2 separate regions of the Mus musculus genome follow, and region 2 is linked to region 1. The links are chromatin contacts, called in public Hi-C maps. All regions are on one chromosome and are shown on one strand. The core of a region is the stretch at or near the end of the contact, and the rest is flanking DNA. Distances in the headings are between cores, read along the strand shown.

Region 1 (3,419 bases), core at 337-2,836:
GTATGGGGTCAAAGGTTAGTCTCCATAATCTGGTTTTGGCCAAGGTAAACAAAGAGTTTAGATTGAGGCATTTCCTAAAATGAAGAGTTAAAAATATGTATCCTGGACCTCCAGAACTGGAGGGATAAATTTCTCATGGTCTCTGTTGGGAAACACTCGAATAATTAAGGCTTAAGACCACCCTCCAGAAAATGTGAACTAAAACCAAGTCAAGTCCTAAGTATCAGAGTCTGAATTTTGGAGTGGGCGGCGGTGCTCCAACAGCCAAGCAAGGTATGGGCGGGCGGTTGGGACGTGGGACCTAGAACCCTTACTCCCCAGCCTCTGCTTACCTTCTGTTCGAAGTAAAGAACTGAGTATTTACGGGCTACAGCAGGGTCGGGTGTGGGACTGGCTGACAAATGCGGGCTGCCGAGGGTCTTTAGCCTAGGCGGGATGGTTGTGGCGGCCCCGAGTAATAGGAAAGACAGGAGCAGGAGAGCCCGGCAGCCCATGGCTGGGGATGGCAGCCACAGTGTGGGCGACTAAAGAAAGAGAGCCACCAGCAGAAGCGCAAAGACTAAGCCGGGCCCAGCTCGTAGCTCCGCCCGCTGCAGACCAGCTCCTCCCCCGGGAAACCTAAAACCAGGCAGCTCCTGGCCCCAAAGGCGTTGCCTCCACACTTGCCACTCGCCATCCTCCTTCTCCCCGCCCACCTCCACTGAGGTCACACTCTACGTCGGCCTTTACTACGCAGGGTTTTGCCCCATCCTTATCTATGGCTCCCCAAGCCCTATCGCTACCCTAGGTTATGCCATATCCCCGCCTTTATTGCCACCATCACACTGTCCCCGCAACCTCAGTCCCACGTAACACCCCAGCTCTCCGCAAATCCCTTATAATGGCACGGGGCGGGAGGAGGAGGGAGGGAGAGTGAGTCTATTGTCACCAGGCATGACGGCACACACGTGACCCACACTCAACCAGAACAGCAACCTTCCAGACGGAGTTGGACTCTCCCCTCTACTTAGGTGAGGAAACAAGTACAGGGACTCGATGCTGGGCCCCTCAAGTAGCAGGAAATGGAGCGAGGTTCACAGATCGCTCTGCCCCCTTCCTTGTAGGCCGTTCGGGCTCTTCGCCTCTGTTGTTCCCGCCTAAGCAGCCCCACCGGTGTTCAGTTCTCGGGTCACCCCCATCGTCCGCATTGCCCGCACGACCCGTCCCTCCTGTGGCCGCTGGGTGTTGCGCGCAGACTAAGCCTTCTCTAAGCCTCGGTAATCCATCCATGCTCCGCGATGGCGACTCCCTCTACAACAGCGCCCCCTCCTGTCCAGCCCGCGGCGCCAACTTTCATCCGCTCCCACGCCCTCGGCGTCCGTCTGAAGCCACTCCTTCCCACGCCTCGAGCCTTCCCGGCTTCCCTCGCACTTCGCCGAGAGAACTACCGCTCCACCAGTCGATGAAGAACGACCCTCGAAACCCACAGCTACCCCTAGCTTTACAAGAAGGGTCGCTTGCCCGGGGGTGGGTGGTGGGGTGGGGACACGCCCTGCAGGGCGTTTTCTGATTGGCTCTCCTGAAAGTCCGTCAAGACGGTCCTTCCGGCGGAAGAGGACGCGGGAGATTCGATTGCTGGCGTTTGGAGAGCGGCGGACCGAGCGGCCGGAGGGCGGAGCGGTTGCCCGGGCTTGTCTGTGTCCTTTGCCTCAGGTGAGACGCTGAAAAAAGGAGTTCTTGGGGGGCTCTAGGTGGAGAGACTCCTGACGAGGCGCTGTAACCTTGCACTCCGTATGGATTGATTTCAGGACTTCTGGCCGTAAACGCCGGCTACGAGGTTAAACGGGAAAGTCAATACTTTTCATGTTCCTTGGCGAAGGTTTATCAGCACTTTACTGTTGCTGCGGATCCCCAAAAACCCAGAAAGGAAAGGGCTCGACTTTCAACGGGGGCATAAAACTATGTCAGCAGGTTACTGTGCTAGGTGCTGGCAAAGATGGTTTGTTTTATTTTTTTCAGATGACTTTGACTGCCCAGAGAAAGTATTTTACTGAGTAATGTACGCAGTCCAGAAATTGAAAGGTTTCTATTTTCCCTGCTCTCACGAACCCACACCTGAGATCCAAATCCAACTCCCCACTGAACACTGCCACTACCATAATCTAACCTGTGACAGCTGCATGCAGTGACAGTAGTAGCCTCCAAGACCAGGCAGATGGGTGAAAAATTCTTTACCTAGATACTCACCACTTGTTTTAGAAGCTTCTGTTTGTCCCGATATTTTTAAGTTCAAAATCTGTAACTTAGGTTAAAAGCTCTTTGGCCTTGCTTGCCTCTCTAACTTCAGTTCTAGACCCTGTCATACCCCCCACACACACACACACACACACACACATATACCCTCTCAGTGTGGGAGGTGAAACCCAGGATATCACACACACACTCTGTTCATGACATACTGAATTATCCCGAACCCCAGATTACCTTGTGTGTTCCTCAAAAGCACCACCCTCTCAACCTCCCAAACTTCTTTTTATCCCACCACACCTAAGGCATGTTCTGACTCGTTAGTAATTGCTTAGTTTGTAAAGCCGTTCTGGTTTGTTTTGCTTTATGTTTTATGTGTGTGAGTTAAGATAACAGGATTTTTTTTTGTTGTTTTTTTGTTTTGTTTGTTTTGGTTTTTTGTTGTTGTTGTTGTTGTTGTTGTTTTTTGAGACAGGGTTTTTCTGTATAGCCCTGGCTCTCTTGGAACTCACTTTGTAGACCAGGCTGGCCTCGAACTCAGAAATCTGCCTGCCTCTGCCTCCTGAGTTCTGGGATTAAAGGTGAGTGCCACCACACCCGGCTCCAAGATAACAGGATTCTATACCCAAAACTGACCTTGAACTCCCTCTATCATCCTCTATTTCCCAATTGCTAGATTTATAGGTATGTCAAGGCTGGCTTCTTGACCTTGCAAAAAATGGGATCACTGAGCACTCTGTCATTTTTTTATTCGCTCCTCAGATAAAATTTTAAGTGCCTCCATTATGCCAAGAAGGGCCAGGTTTTGGATGACTTCAACTAACAATAGAGACTGCTGTCCTAGGGTAAGTACCCCACCCCCACCCCCTTTTTTTTGGATAGGATTAAACCGAATAGCAAAGTTGAGTATGGAGACCTGTATGAATAAGCTTAGCACTCGGGAGGCCAAGTCATGAGAATCTCTAGTTTGAAGCCAGCCTGAGATTCAAAGAGACCTAAGGGCAACAGAGGAAAATCTTACCTTTAAAAAGATGGGTCTAGAAATCGCCATGGATCAGGAAAGTGCCCTGTAAAGAGTTGATACTAAATTGGTGACTGTGACTTGGCTAGGAAAGGGAGGGAGGGGAGGGAGGAGTCCCAGTTATCTAGCCACCATGGGGTTGCTTTGGTGTGGTTTTTGAGACAGGGTCTCT
Region 2 (3,419 bases), core at 307-2,806, 37 kb after region 1:
AATCAAAACCTGACATACTAGAATGCTAATACACTTCAGTTTCATTTTTAGTTAGGGAAAGATGCTGACATAAAAAAATGACTAAACTACGGGTGGGGAGAGGGGATGAAAGCCGGAAAAAGCCAATGATGTAACTTTTGAAGTCTACACAAACCATGATTGGCTCTATGTAATTAAATATTAATATAATCCAACAGATCTAATGAAAGATACAAAGGAACACGGCTCTGTGTAAGAAAGGAGAAACCGCTAAGTTCTTTGAGGACACAGTCTATCAGAAACCTACAATCCTACAGAGTTTTTCCAAGCTTGACTCTACACCCTGAACATGTATTTTCATTGGAAATTGAAAAGGTGGTCACATATTTAATAATTTTATTAAAAAGTAAAAAAAAATTGTCATACTACAAATAGAAGAAGCGATGGCCTTGTCAGGATGAGCTGACATCACAATAAACCAAAACTTGGGGGGGGGTTTCACCATTGAATAATTATATGTAAAGGAGGCTTATCTGAGCAAATATTGCCCTGGCAATAAGAATTATTAGGCAAAATAATATTTATGTCCTGCCCTAGATTGAAATGATTCTATCTCAAGAACCACTTTAAGGACTTTCACTTTAAAATAACAAACAAACAAAACTCTTGGCACTGACTCATTTATTCAATTGGTATTTATTGCACCTACAGTATTGTCAAGGATTGTTCTCAAACTTGAGATACATCGCTGAACAAATATCCCAATGGCCTAATCTTAAATTCACAGAACTGTGGAACGGAAGGGCCCAGCTTCTCAAGTGTCCACACTAATAGGCCAAAGATTGGTGACTATGATTTACTCAAAGACTCAGAGACCCAGAGGGAGATGGACCTGTGGCAGAGCTCTCTGAGCTGCTTCTGAACTCGAAGGGACAGATGGGGGTGCTATAAGCCCAAAGGAATGAGAATAAAATAACATAAATGTGACCCCAAAAGCTGTTATTCTGGAGCTAAATTAGTCCAATCTAACAAAGCCCTTAAAGTTCACAAAGCAACGTTATTTTTAACACAGTGCTGTGAGACAAGGCTGAGTCATCTTATGCTGGGGAGATCAGAATTTTGCCATAAAGAAAAGTAATAAATCTAAATTTAGGGACATTCACAGTAGAAAGATATATTTTTCTGTAACTTTGATTAGTTTATCTTCTGATGCCTTTGGTTGCTGGCTATTAAGCAAAGGTAATTATAGATGATTTTGATTTCCATTAAAGTGATTTATTTCCCCTTCCTATATAAAGGGAAGACAGTTCAAACTTGTAGGAAGCCTTTTTCTTTCCTGTGGAATCAAGAAGAGCACAGTGAGCCAATCAACACCAACGACTGGTAATAATACACGCAGTCACAGGCGAGAAAGACTGGGCATTCTGGACTCTGTTAGAAATGCTAGAAATGTGTTATCAATATCCTGCCCTGTTGAATCATTGCTTTACAATTCAGTAGCTTTCCAAGAGTGACATGTCAGGTCCAGGATTGTCACCATCAATACCGACAGCGGAATTTCCCGTCATATCCTCATTCAGTGACTCATACTCAGTTATGCTATACAGCAAGCTTCAGCAACACCAAGAGCACACAGACTTAGTTACTGTCGTATTTGCAGCTATGACAGTGAACAAACTGGAAGGCATCAAGCCACGGCACTGAAGAAACAGGAAGTCATTCAGCAGCACGTGTCCCAACTTGAGTCCTGTTGTGAAATCGGCTAAGTAAAGGCATATACACCTCCATCGGAATTGGAGACTTCGAGTAACACGTGCATACCGGTATGGGGAGGAAAGAGAAAAAGAAGGAATGGGGAAAGGAACACTACAGGGGGAGACTAGGGAGAAGAAAAGATAAAGGGGGAAGAAATGTATGGTGACGAATCTGAGATCAATATTAATATTAATAAAGGACAGCTCAGCCTGCTTCCTGAGCACACTTTCCTAAGTTTATTGAAGATACAAAAATGATTTGTGAGACTTTTCATCTCTTGCTATTCTCACTTATTATACTAAAAATGTCTACAAAATCCTAAACCTTGGCCTCTCCAAGGCTAGTTCCCGAAAGGAAAAGGCGTGACCTGTTAGAGAGCTGCACTCTGTCTGGAAGTCTGCCCTGCAGTCAGTCCATAGTCCACAGTATTTTGGTCATATCTGCTCTGTTTTCTCATGCTACTCAACATGTCCTACAACTAATCTTCTTTATTAGAATGTCATAATTTATATTTTTCCCCATTTTTTTAATACTTTGATTTACCTAAAGGGCACGATAAGTGTGAAAGAATAGAAGAATGTTAATAAATTTCAAGGAGAATATGAAAGAAGAAGGGCTTCTCATATCCAAACCCATCCTAGAAATGGTGGTAATGAGACTGAAGAAGACTGCTGACTCATGGATTTCCCCCATTCTCTTTTTATTTTTAGGTAATACATCTAAGGGTATCAATGTACTAAAACGTTTGGTCTGTGAAATAGCATAATCATTAGCACCAAAAAGAGTCATGGAGCTTGTATATATTGTTAAACAATAATTTTTACTGTTGGTCGTGAGAAGAGTTCCCATTTTTATATCCCAAAGGTTTTGAAAGTGCTTGTGGACAAAAGAAATAACACTTTTCAAAATCTCCATGGGGTCCTCAATAAGTACTACAGAGACAGTACTTGGCCTTTCCAGTTTTGGTTTACCTGGTAGTCAAGAAATCCATGGGCACCAGATTACCACTGAAGCCTAAAGAATAGCCCCTCATGCACCCGCTGACACACAGAAGGATTCCTACAGTACACGATCCCCTGCTCTGTGTTCAGGAATGCATTTTTTACTTGCTTTTTTAAAAACAAAAGCAACATGCTCTGCAGATCATGGAGCGCTTAGTGCAATTTTCTCCTTGCTCCAACGCCAGACTGCAAAAGGGTGAAACCATTATGTGTTCTGCTAATGCTGGCCTGCAGTCAAGGCCCTTGGCCTGCATGCTTGGTAAGCTCTGGAGCCTACAGGAGTCAGAAGGTCCAAGAGCGGGAGCCATAGTCATTGCCAGATTCCCTAGCAACGTACGGCCCACCAAGGCAACTACTGATTCCCTTTGATTCTCTTTGCCTCAGCCTTTAGTTGAAATTACAACAAGTCAAATAGCTGATGCTTTTCCCCTCTCCGGGTAAGGGTGACGATACATTGTTCACCAGTGTGTTCTGTCTTGCTTCGCTGATGAGTCGGCATGCTAAGTCAAGGAAGAGTTTCTCCACATTGTCGGATTCCTTGGCTGAAGTCTCCAGGTAATACATGTCCTGAGCCTCTGAGAACTCTTCTGCTCTCTGCTGGGAGACCTCTCGCCTTTCAGCCAGGTCAATCTTGTTGCCTGTAACGAGGGTAAAACAAAGAATCATCACCTGACTGTGTTTCAG

What was found. A called contact is a pair of places that touch in the nucleus more often than the background predicts.
Region 2: a contact with region 1 is called in a Hi-C map of pancreatic cancer cells, with 4 times the contacts expected there. The contact joins the enhancer-like site here to the promoter of Ddias in region 1. A contact is called at or near these places in 2 of 39 promoter capture datasets (liver and macrophages), 1 of 15 datasets of contacts at CTCF or cohesin (the NIH/3T3 cell line), 9 of 484 Hi-C or Micro-C datasets (B cells, the HPC-5 cell line, bone marrow-derived macrophages and 5 more), 5 of 115 datasets of contacts at active chromatin or transcription factors (the SCID.adh cell line, bone marrow-derived dendritic cells, embryonic fibroblasts and 1 more) and 2 of 9 other capture datasets (adipose tissue and pancreatic islet).

What each region holds. Positions count from the first base shown.
Region 1 is chr7:92,872,414-92,875,832 of GRCm38.p6, reverse strand. It overlaps Ddias (DNA damage-induced apoptosis suppressor), which reads left to right and starts at 1,586. Exons shown (of 6, transcript NM_001355126.1): 1 at 1,586-1,692; 2 at 2,989-3,071. Prcp (prolylcarboxypeptidase (angiotensinase C)) reads right to left here and starts at 580. Exons shown (of 9, transcript NM_028243.3): 1 at 333-580. The coding sequence starts at 494.
Region 2 is chr7:92,835,643-92,839,061 of GRCm38.p6, reverse strand. Rab30 (RAB30, member RAS oncogene family) reads right to left here. Exons shown (of 5, transcript NM_029494.2): 5 at 1,945-3,373. The coding sequence ends at 3,123. Among named protein-coding and RNA genes, the nearest start is that of Ddias, 37 kb to the left of the region's middle. Within about 2 kb of position 1,556, at least 69 of the 459 cell types and tissues checked have an H3K27ac peak or open chromatin away from gene starts, as enhancers often do. A contact at or near this core is called in the NIH/3T3 cell line, bone marrow-derived macrophages, embryonic fibroblasts and 1 more, where this site is marked.